Regions from separate parts of the Mus musculus genome. Here region 2 is linked to region 1. The links are chromatin contacts, called in public HiChIP or PLAC-seq maps. All regions are on one chromosome and are shown on one strand. Each heading gives the region's core, a stretch centred on a gene start, on an enhancer-like site or on the middle of the called end of the contact. The rest is flanking DNA. Distances are from core to core; before and after follow the strand shown. Region 1 overlaps Rps6ka1 (ribosomal protein S6 kinase polypeptide 1). Region 2 has its middle 12 kb from the start of Srsf10.

What was found. HiChIP or PLAC-seq counts read pairs in DNA pulled down with a chosen protein or histone mark.
Region 2: a contact with region 1 is called in a FOXA1 HiChIP or PLAC-seq map of pancreatic cancer cells. The contact joins two enhancer-like sites. A contact is called at or near these places in 1 of 115 datasets of contacts at active chromatin or transcription factors (pancreatic cancer cells) and 1 of 9 other capture datasets (pancreatic islet).

The regions. Positions count from the first base shown.
Region 1 is chr4:133,877,332-133,882,572 of GRCm38.p6, reverse strand. Rps6ka1 (ribosomal protein S6 kinase polypeptide 1) reads left to right here. Exons shown (of 22, transcript NM_009097.5): 2 at 1,612-1,656. It overlaps Gm12977 (a long non-coding RNA gene), which reads right to left. Exons shown (of 3, transcript XR_001784569.2): 3 at 3,451-5,241. Among named protein-coding and RNA genes, the nearest start is that of Rps6ka1, 7.8 kb to the left of the region's middle. Within about 2 kb of position 3,167, at least 128 of the 459 cell types and tissues checked have an H3K27ac peak or open chromatin away from gene starts, as enhancers often do. A contact at or near this core is called in pancreatic cancer cells, where this site is marked.
Region 2 is chr4:135,841,326-135,846,475 of GRCm38.p6, reverse strand. No RefSeq gene overlaps it. Among named protein-coding and RNA genes, the nearest start is that of Srsf10, 12 kb to the left of the region's middle. Within about 2 kb of position 1,830, at least 18 of the 459 cell types and tissues checked have an H3K27ac peak or open chromatin away from gene starts, as enhancers often do. A contact at or near this core is called in pancreatic cancer cells, where this site is marked.

The DNA of each region.
Region 1 (5,241 bases), core at 1,918-4,417:
GGCGTGTGCCACCACACCTGGCTGAACACACAGTTTTTAATCCTGGCGCTGTGCTGGGTGGTTGGAGAAGGTGACCTTGGGTTTCGTGTTGAGGCACTGGGACTCTGTTCTATCTAGCTTAGTCCCAGTGACAGGGGCTGGGAGGTTTTCAGTGGATGGAGACTGAATTGACTGACGAGCAGGAAGATGAGGGTCTGGAATAGCTCTGGAGGGCTGCTGCAGGGGCTGGTAGGCAGGCTGTTTGTGCCTGTAGGTGGGACAGACAGTTCCTCTGTGACATCTAGACAGCTGAGTGAGCTGAACTCCACAAGTGCATCTGTCTAGTCCTGCCCTTAGGCTCCGACCAACCTGTGCCTTCTGAAAGTGTGTGTGTGTGTACACCTGTATAACACTTGGCTCTTGGGGAGGATTAGGGGCATTAAGGTGGCTCAGGGCAGGAAGGATGTCCTGGCAGGCAAGGGACAGCTACTCCAGGCGCAGGAGGCTACATAATAGACAGAACCTGGCTTTACCTGCTGCCGCCAAGCAAAACCAAAGCTGCCCTGTGAACCTGACCCTTGGCTCCAAAGTCCCAGCCTTTGGAAACCTCCTGTCTGTCTCACTGTACTCAGTCATGCCAGGAAGGGTAGGGACAGCTTCCTCAGGTGGGTTTCAAACTTCCTAGCATGTAGGAATAGAGAGACCAGCTGTGTTATACCCCAGGGAATGTTGATTCCATCTGGCGTAAAAGTCAGGAAGAAACTGGATCTCAGAGCTGGGCTGTGCCCCTGCCTCTCCCTGCAGGCAGCTCCCTGGCTGAGGTGGAGGTCTCTCATCAACAGACCCTTCCCACATTTGAGGAGACATTTCAGATCCCTGCTTTTCAGATGTGTGAGGGCTCTATCTTTAGTCCCCTCTGAGCCCTGGCGTCCTCATCTACCTAGAGAGCCAAGGCCAAACTCCCAGGCTGTCAGAAAGATTAAACAGGTGTGGGGCAGAGAGCCCAGGCTTGACATGCGGCAGGCACTCACAGAGCAGCTGTGGTACAGGTCCTCATGTCTGCTCGCCCAGGTCTCCCTGCTTATGGGGAAGAGTGAGTCTGTATGTGACCAGCAGTATGGAGAAATGCAAAGGACATGGTGGATACAGCCATCACTTTCACAAAGTAGAGCAGGGCCGGGGAAGCCACCAGCAGGGGACACCTGCCCCAACCTTGTCTAATTCCATCCTTAGAGCAATTTTGGGAAGCTAGGGTATCGATTCCAGTGGTCCAGATAGGGACACAGGCCTCTCATGGTTAGTTTGCAGAAGGTTGCACCAACAATATGGCGGAGCTTGGCTCTGTGTGAGCCCCTTCCTTCTCCCTAGGAAGAGGTAATACTTGAGCTGAGACCTGGGTCCTAGGACTATCCTTCTGGGGTTGGGAGGGGCTGTTGCCGAGAACTTGATTCTTGCATCTTGAAGCAGGGGTGGAGGGGACCCGCGTAGAATGGATTGGTCGCCTCTGCCTCCCTGGCTATTGGGAGCAGCCAAAGATGGAGTGTCTCAGGGTGTGTGTGTGTGTCTGTCTGTCTGTCTGTCTCTCTCTCTGCAGGTAAACTGTGACGTTCTCCTTTTGTTTCTCTTTTTCAGAATGGCCAGACTTCAGGGGAAGAAGCTGGACTTCAGCCATCCAAGGTGAGGACTGGAGACTTCAGTGAGGTCTGGGTTAGAGAGGAGAGAGGAGATGTGGAGGCCCCCGTCTCTCATCCCTCTGCCAAGCTCGGCTCTCTTCCTCTGACTCTGTCTCTGCTCAGGACAGAGACTGCTGCTTTCAGCTTTCCTACCTCAAAGGTGAGGGAGCTTTCACTCCTGGGCTCCAAGGTGTGGTCCAGGAAGGGCCAGGAGCAGGCTCAGGACCCAGGAGTTCTGGCTGTGACCCCCACACACCACAGCACTTCCTGGGTTTGTTATGTCCTCTCAGTTTGTGCCTACGGAATGATTGGTGAGTTCTGTGTGTCGTGCTGAGCTCCTTGGTGGGAGCGGGTGCCACAGGGGCTTGGTAGCATTTGGCTCTATGAATTGGAGTGGTAGGACCGGGAACCTGGTGGCTTTTCTAGCCTGACCGTGCCCAGTGCCTCTCAGATGGCTTCTTGAGACTCCCAGCTCCCAGAACAAGGTGTAGCCATTTATCCCAGCTGTCTCTGCTTCCCCGGGCGGCTTCCCTCTAGCCTGCCAGTCCTTTACCCCTTCCTAGTTTTTATTTAAAAAAAAAAAATTAGTACTTTTTTTGTTTTTGTTTTTTTTGGTTTTTTGAGACAGGGTTTCTCTGTGTAGCCCTGGCTGTCCTGGAACTCACTCTGTAGACCAGGTTGGCCTCAAACTCAGAAATCCACCTGCCTCTGCCTCTCGAGTGTTGGGATTAAAGTCGTGCGCCACCACCGCCTGGCCTGTTGTTCTTTTTTTTAATTAATTTTTTTTAGACAGGGTCTTGGCGTGTAACTCTGGCTGGCCTCAAACTCAGAGATCCATTTGCCTTGCGTGGCTTCCCAAGTGCTAGAGTTAAAGGTGTATACCACCATGTCCAGCCCAAAACCAGTACTATACTTTGATTTAATAATTTTGTGTATGCTTTTGTGTGTATGTGTGCTCGCGTGCATGTCCCTAGGCATGTGTGGAGGTCAGAGGACAACTTGCTGAGGTCGGTTCTTTCCTTCTGTCAGGCACATGCCAGGGATCAAAGGCAGTTTGTCAGGCTTACCAGTCACTGCCTTTATCCACTGAGCTATCTCACCTGTCCACCTTGCTGTTATACATTGCCAAAAGCTCCTATGCGACCTTCGTTGGGTACCTTGTCCTCTCTGAGCCCTGCCTTTCTCATCTCTGTAGTAGGAAGAACCACGCCTAAGTCACACACACAGATTGAGAGAGAGAGAGAGAGAGAGAGAGAGAGAGAGAGAGAGAGAGAGAGAGCGAGAGCGCTGTTAGGTCACAGAGATAATGCCATTGAGAGGCTTTGAAAGCCCTCTGGGCAGGGTCTCTGTAAACCCAGATTCCAGGTACCCCGCCCCACCCAAGAGCTTTTCCGTTTCTGTCCTCATCTGAAAGTTGGGGAGTAACCTAGGACTGAAGTGAAGGACCTGACATGGTAACCTCCTGGCACACGCTGGAACTACCCTGGTGTGTTGCTCTGTTCAACTTCCTGCCCAAGGCCCCGCCTTCCAGGCCTAGGTCAGCCCAGCTGTAAATGTGACCTTTGATTTAGAGTCAGGCTTGGCTCTGAGGTTTACTTCGACTTAGTTTCCTAAGATAAGGTAGCTGAGCTGGGTGTGGTGGGGCATGTGTAGAAGTAGGCCCTTGCCCACTCCTGCTGTTGGTTACTGTGGCAACAGAGCCATGGGGGCCGGTAAGCCTTGTTGCTTGGACCTTTGTTATCTCTGACCGTGTTTGGAGAGTTGCTCCTAGTTTCCTTGTAATAAAATGGGGGAGGAGCTGGGGAGTGGTGGTGCAGGCCTTTTACTCCCTGTGCTCTGTGAGGCCAACCTGGTGTACAGGGTGAGTTCAGGATAGCCACAGCTACACAGAGAAACCCTGTCTCAGGAAACAAACAAAAAACCCACAGTGATCCATTGTGTCCCTATTGGAGACCAAGGCACTTAGATCTTAGGTTTGAAGATTCAAGGGGTCACAGTAGAGGTTTGGGGGAACTAGTAGTGAGCTCTACTTGGTATCTCAAGGGTCAGAAGGGCCAGGTCTGGAGATAGGCCGTAATCCCAGTTCTAGGGAGGTAGAAAGAGGAGAAAAAAAGAGTTCAAAATCATCTCTGGTGTATAGTGAGTTTTGGACTAGCCTGAGCTATGTAGTAAACAGTGCGTTTTAGACTAGCCTGAGCTACTTGAACCTCTGTCTCAAAACCAAATCAAGAGAGGGGCAGATGGACAGGAAGTTTGTTGAAGCACGAACCTGTGCTCATTCCACAGTCTAAGGCCCTGCTCTGAGGTGGAAGGTCCCAGGGTGGAGAGAGTATGACTTGGGGCGGTGCTCAGATGCCACACAGTGGAAACTGAACTGTGCCTGGCATCAAACGAGAAGCTCATTTATTTATTGTTTTAGATTTATTTTTATTTTATCGCATAGGTGTCTTGCTTTCATGCATGTCTGTGCCTCACGGGTGTGGTGCCCGAGGAGACCAGAAGAGGGTGTCAGGTCCTCTGGAATTGGAATTAGAGATGAGTGTTAGTGGCTAAGTAGGTGTTGGGAATCAAACCTGGGTCCTCAGGAAGAACAAAGTTCTTAACCAAAGAGCAATCTCTCCTGCCCTGTGCACAATTTCGGAGGTAGAACATTTTTCCCAGATGAGAAAAATGAAGCCTTATGTCACACCAGTGATGGGGTCAAGCTTTGTTTGACCGAAACCACATTCCTCCCTGGCTGCTGAGTTCCTGAAGAGGAAGAACAGTGGGTATCTACCACCCCAGGTGCCAGCTAGGTCTGAGTGCAAACTCAGCCCTGACTGGCTCAAGGGTTCTCACTGGCTACTTCTGTGCTTGGTACACTAGGGGGCGCTAATCCTGCTGTAGGACCTCATTGTTGTGTAGTGCATGGAACCGGCCAACTGTCCTTCAGCGCACACTTGGTGCGTTATATTGTTTCACTGAGAGACGCAACCTCACCCAGGGGCACTGGACACCACACAGCCTCAGAGAGCATCCAGGCATGGAGGGAGGGCAGAGGCAGGAACACTGCAGTTGGTGCTAAGATGGGAAGATCACATGGGCATGGACACACAGCTTCTGGATCCCCACATTCTTCTCTGGAGAGTGATGAGTGGTCCAGGCATCTTCAGCCAGTGTCACCTGAGCTCATGGCTGAATGTGGAGCAGAGAGGTGGTCTCTGCTGTGTGTGGCAAGCGAAGGAAGGTTGGGTGGGCTCTGGGCCACCGGCCTACCTTCCCTGGGGCATTAGCAGTTGCCTGGGCTTTGAGTAGCCAGAGATGGACGCAGGCCTTCCATGTGGAGATGAGACTTGGGAGCCAGGCAATCTGGGCTCTCTTCCTGTTCTCTGTTTGTCTAGCCAAGGACAAGTTGCTCCTTCAAAGGACAGAACAGAGCCTATTTTGCTGGGCATGATGACACAGGCCCTTAATCATTTGGAGGCTGAGGCAGGTGGATATCTGTGAGTTCTAGGCTAGCCTGGTCTACATAGCAAGTTCCAGGCCAGTAAGGCCTTGCCACAAAACAAGGAAAAAAAATAAAATAGCTCTTAGGGCCACCTAGAAGAGA
Region 2 (5,150 bases), core at 581-3,080, 2.0 Mb before region 1:
TATACCACCAGCTGCCTTCAAGACGAATTTCACTTCTTATTTCTGTCCGGGAGACAATGGGTCTTTGTGAGAGGGGTTTTTGCCTGCTTTTATGGAGAAAGCATAGGGTTGCTACAATTGTAATAGTTAAGACTCAGGAGTGTAAGGAGTACAGAACACTGAGTGAGCACAGAGTCAGACAGTGCTGATTATTTATCTGCTGTACTCAGCCCCTCCCGCCCACCCACCCACCCGCCTGCCTGCCTGCCTGCCCTCACTCTGCTACGCATCAGAGAAAGACAAACTGTACTTTCCTGGCTCTTGTCTAGCTGTCTTCTACTCAGGTTATTGCTGACAAAAAGCTTTGATGTGTGTGTGTATGTGTGTGTGTGTGTGTGTAATGTATATGTATATATGTGTGTATATGTGTATATGTGTGTATATTTATATATATATGTATGTTTATATGTGTGTATATATGTGTGTGTGCATATATGTGTGTGTATATATGTGTGTATATATGTGTGTGTATATATGTGTGTGTATATATGTGTATGTATATATGTGTGTGTATGTATATATATATGTGTATGTATATGTGTGTATGTATGTATATATGTGTGTATATATGTGTGTGTGTGTATATTATATGTGTGTGTATGTGTATGATATCCTTTCTGCTTCTGGATTCTGGTGGCATCTTTGGTAGCAGAGATAAATGACACTAAGAGTATTGTCTCTAGTGACAATGACATCAATGGATCTGGGTGGTAGCTGCAGGAACAAAGGCTTGAAAATATAGAAATTGGCTTCTGCCAACACAAGCCTTAGGGACACTGTGCCTTTGAGCTTTGGGTAACTGCATAACTGCCTTCCTCCTTCACCCCAGGTCCACTGAGGTTTCGTAGGTATGAACCTCTGAGTGGTCCTGAAGGAAGCAACATAAGGGAAGAATAATTCACTTGGCTCATGGTTTGAGGAAATACAGCCCACCATGGCAGGATGGTTGTCTGAGTCTGTATCCTACTGCTGTGAAGAGGCACCATCACCATGGCAACTCCTTAAAAAGAAAGCATTTAACTGGGGCTTGCTTACAATTCAATGGTTGAGTCCATCATCACCATGTTGGGGAGCATGGTGACGCACAGGCAGACATGGTGCTGGAGAAGTAGCTGCGAGTCCTACAACCATATCCACAAGCAACAGAGAGAATGACACTGGGCCTAATTTAGACTTTTGAAACCTCAAAGCCCCACTACCAGTGAGCCATTTACTCCAACAAGGCCACTCCCCCTAATCCTTCCCATATAGTGCCACTCCCAAATGACTAAACACTCAAATATATGAGCCTATAGGGACCACTCATTCAAACCACTACAATGGTGGTGGAAGTCACCAAGGAAGTAGGTGGTGGGAGTTAGCCTTGGCTGGAGTCTAAACCTATAGGCCTGTTGCTCAGTAACACAATTCCTTCCATTAGGCCCCAAGACTCTATAACCTTCCAAAGCAGTTCCACCTGCTGGAGACCAAATGCCCATTAATGTGAGCCTGTGGGGGACCATTAACATTCAGCCTGTAACAGTACTCTGAGACCCAGTTCATTATTGCTCTCTTATTTTTTTGAGACAGGGTCTCACAGTGTTGTCCTGGATGGTCTCAAAAAAAAAAAAAAACAAAAAAAACAAAAAACAAAAAAACCAAAAAAACCAAAAAAACAAATCAGAGACATCTACTTGTCTCTGCCTCTGGAGTACTGGGATCAAAGGCATGCTCTGCCACACCCTGCAGGTTTCCTTTCTTGAGTGTGTCCTGACTAATTCAACGCCCCTCCACTTCCTCTATTGGCCTTCTGGGACACCTTCCAGCCTTTCCTCCCACCCCACAGTCTCCCTGGCTGAGTCACCCCCTTTTAAACGCTCCTCCAAAGGTGTGCTGTGAGGGATTTTCACTTGAGTTGTTTACAGTGATTTGAAAGGTCTAATCCTGAGCCAGTTGTGGTGCCACACACCCAGGATTCCGGCTTCTGAAAGCCCGGGGCGGGAGCGTTTCCAAGAGTTGGAGGCTATTGTAGGCCACAGACAAGTGAGCATTAGATCAGTGAGCATCATATAGCAAGTCTCTGTCTTAGAAAATGAACTAGGACAGTGGCTGTAGCTCTGTTGGTATTGTGCCTGTCCAGCGTGCAGGAAGCCCTGTGTTTGATCCCTAGCATGACATTAACTGGAATAGACTGGATGTGGTGGTAAAGACCTGCTAGACCAGCACTGGGTGGTGGAGGGAGGAGTCAAGATGATCAGAAATTCAAGATCATCCTCAGCTACAGAGTGAATCAGAGGCTAGCCTGGGCAACATGAAACCCTACCATTGCTGTGATACCAGGCTTGCCTAGACCCTCAGGTACAACACCAGCATTGCTAAACAAATCATTGAAAACATTTGGGGGCTGGCAAGATGGCTCAGCGGGTAAGAGCATTGACTGCTCTTCCAACGGTCCTGAGTTCAAATCCCAGCAACCACATGGTGCTCACAACCACCTGTAATAAGATCTGATGCTCTCTTCTGGTGTTTCTGAAGACAGCTACAGTGTACTTATTTATTAAAGTGAGCAGGGATGACCAGAGCGAGCAGAGGTCCTAAATTCAGTTCTCAACAACGACCCGAAGGCTCACAACCATCTGTACAGCTACAGTGTGGACTCATATATATTAAATAAATAAATCATTAAAAAAAAAGAAAACATTAAAAAAAAAAATAGATGAGTGTGGTAGTAGCACGTCCATAATCCTAGAACTTGGGAGGTGAAAGCGGGAAGATCTGGAGTTAAAGGATTTTTTTTGCTATGCAGCAAATTCAAGACCAGCCTAGCCTACATAAGAGCTTGTTAGAAAGAAAGAAAGAAAGAAAGAAAGAAAGAAAGAAAGAAAGAAAGAAAGAAAGAAAGAAAGGAAGAAAGATGCTTATATCATTTTATAACCAGCTTCTTAGAAATGATTTATTTTTTAATGATTTATTTTATGATTATGTGAGTGGGGAGGGGGAAGGGGTTTGACCACATGATTGCCACTGGAGGCCAGAAGATGGTTTTAGATCCCCTGCTGCTAGAGATCCAGGCTCTTCCCCAACACGGATGCTAGGAACTGAACTTGGCTCCTCTGAGAGAGCCGTACGTGCTCCTCACTGCCAAGCCAGCTCTCCAGCTGCCTTTTCGCCGTAGTATTTCCAAAACCTTTTGCAGTGTCTTTAAAGGGTCTTAGTAACATTAGTAATGGTTTCTTAATTCAAGTGACATTTTTCTATTATTATTACCATGGTTTGAGGAGACTGGATCTCCCTATGGAGTTCTGGTTGTCTTGGAACTAGCCAACCAGACCAGGCTAGCCTTGAATTTAGAGAGATTCACCTGCCTTTGTTTCCCAGGTGCTGCATTGAAAGGTGTAAGCCACCCCTGGCTCCACAGGGACTTTTATTTTTGTTTTTTTTTTTTTTAGGTTTTTCGAGACAGGGTTTCTCTGTGTAGCCCTGGCTGTCCTGGAACTCACTCTGTAGACCAGGCTGGCCTCAAACTCAGAAATCCGACTGCCTCTGCCTCCCAAGTGCTAGGATTAAAGGCGTGCGCCACCATGCCCGGCTTCACGGGGACTTTTAAACTGTTTTTGTCACCGGTTTTGTTTAATGCCAGTCCTGAATCCTAGGGCTGCACTCTTTCACAGCCTTTGCTCTGTGTGGCAGTGCCAGGGTTAGGCTGAGTTCCTTGGAGGATGCAGTCTAGAGTAAGCAGGCTGGCTTCCAAAGCCAACACTCCCAAGAAAGGTTTTTAGTGAAATGTCAGTTTACCTTGAATATTTGCCTGATCCTGTAAACAGTCTTTGTTTTCTTCTCCCAAAACAAGGGCCTTCTTTTTCATGATCTCTTCCCCCTTTCACCGTAGCAAGTGTCAAGGTCGTACTGGCTCTCCTCGCAGGAAATAAGATTGTTTGTTCTGAGCTAAGTACGGGTGAACATGGATTCAAGTTATCCTGGAAGACCTTTACCATCGAAAGAATTAAGCTTCTGTCGTCAGGCATCAGAATACTTGCAAAATACATAGGAGGGGTCATGAGGTAGGAGGCTACAGGAGGATGAAGACATCCTTAGGATTTCGGTGTTGTCCTTAAGCACGTTTTAGCTGCAGGCTAAACCAAGGGAGGTAGGCTGGTGGAGTTAAGAGGGTGCTGGGTCAGCCAGAAAAGTTGATAGCAAAGCGCTGATAAAAGGAGCAGAGGGAACTGGGGATGTAGCTCACTTGGCATAGCGCTCGCCCAGCGTTTGTGAAGCCCTGCGTTTGACTCCTAGCATTAAATAAACTTTTCGTGGTTGTACATGCCAGAATCGCAGCCCTTGGGATGGGGAGGCAGAGAGATCAGACACTCAAGGTCATTGACGGTTACAGAGTGAGTTCGAAGCCATCCTGGGCCACATAAATCCTAATAAGCCGTCTTACCAGCCCAAGAACACTTTAAATTAGTCATTCCTATCCAATAAAATATTAAAGTAGGTGTTGAGAATCAAAAGGGAATTCTCCAGGAAAGTTTTATTGACACTCGTGTGGGATTAAGTATAGTTAGAAGGTCTTGGAGGAAGCCCTCCCAAGCAAGGCCCCGCAATTACATTGATTCCTGGAATTCCAGAGCAGTTGACTCTGGATGCTTTGAATTAAATTCTGCTACTTCTGTCTCCCAGACCCATTTTCAGCCAAAGTTTCTCCTGATTGCAGGTAGTATCACAAAATAAAATAAAAATAAGTTCTGTTGCTCCCAGCCTTGATCTCTAACATGAAAGAAAAACGGTTTAGGCTTCTTCTTCTTTTTTTTTTTTTTTTTTCCTATGCACTTGCAAGTTGAGGCGCTGTAATTTACCCAACACAAATTCCAGTGCCAGATGGCGATCTTCTCCAAACACTTCCTTCTTCCTCACTCCCATTTTCAAGGAAGTGATGGAGGAAATGAGCAGGAACAAACCTGGAGGGGCAGCAAGAATAAGTGAGCAGGGCTGGAGAAATGGCTCAGCGGTTAAGAGCACTGGCTCTTCCTTCTTATAGAGGTCCTGTGTTCAATTCTGAGCCACATGGTGGCTCACAACCATTTGTAACAAGATGTGGTGTGTCCAAGGAGAAGCACAATGTGCTCATGTAC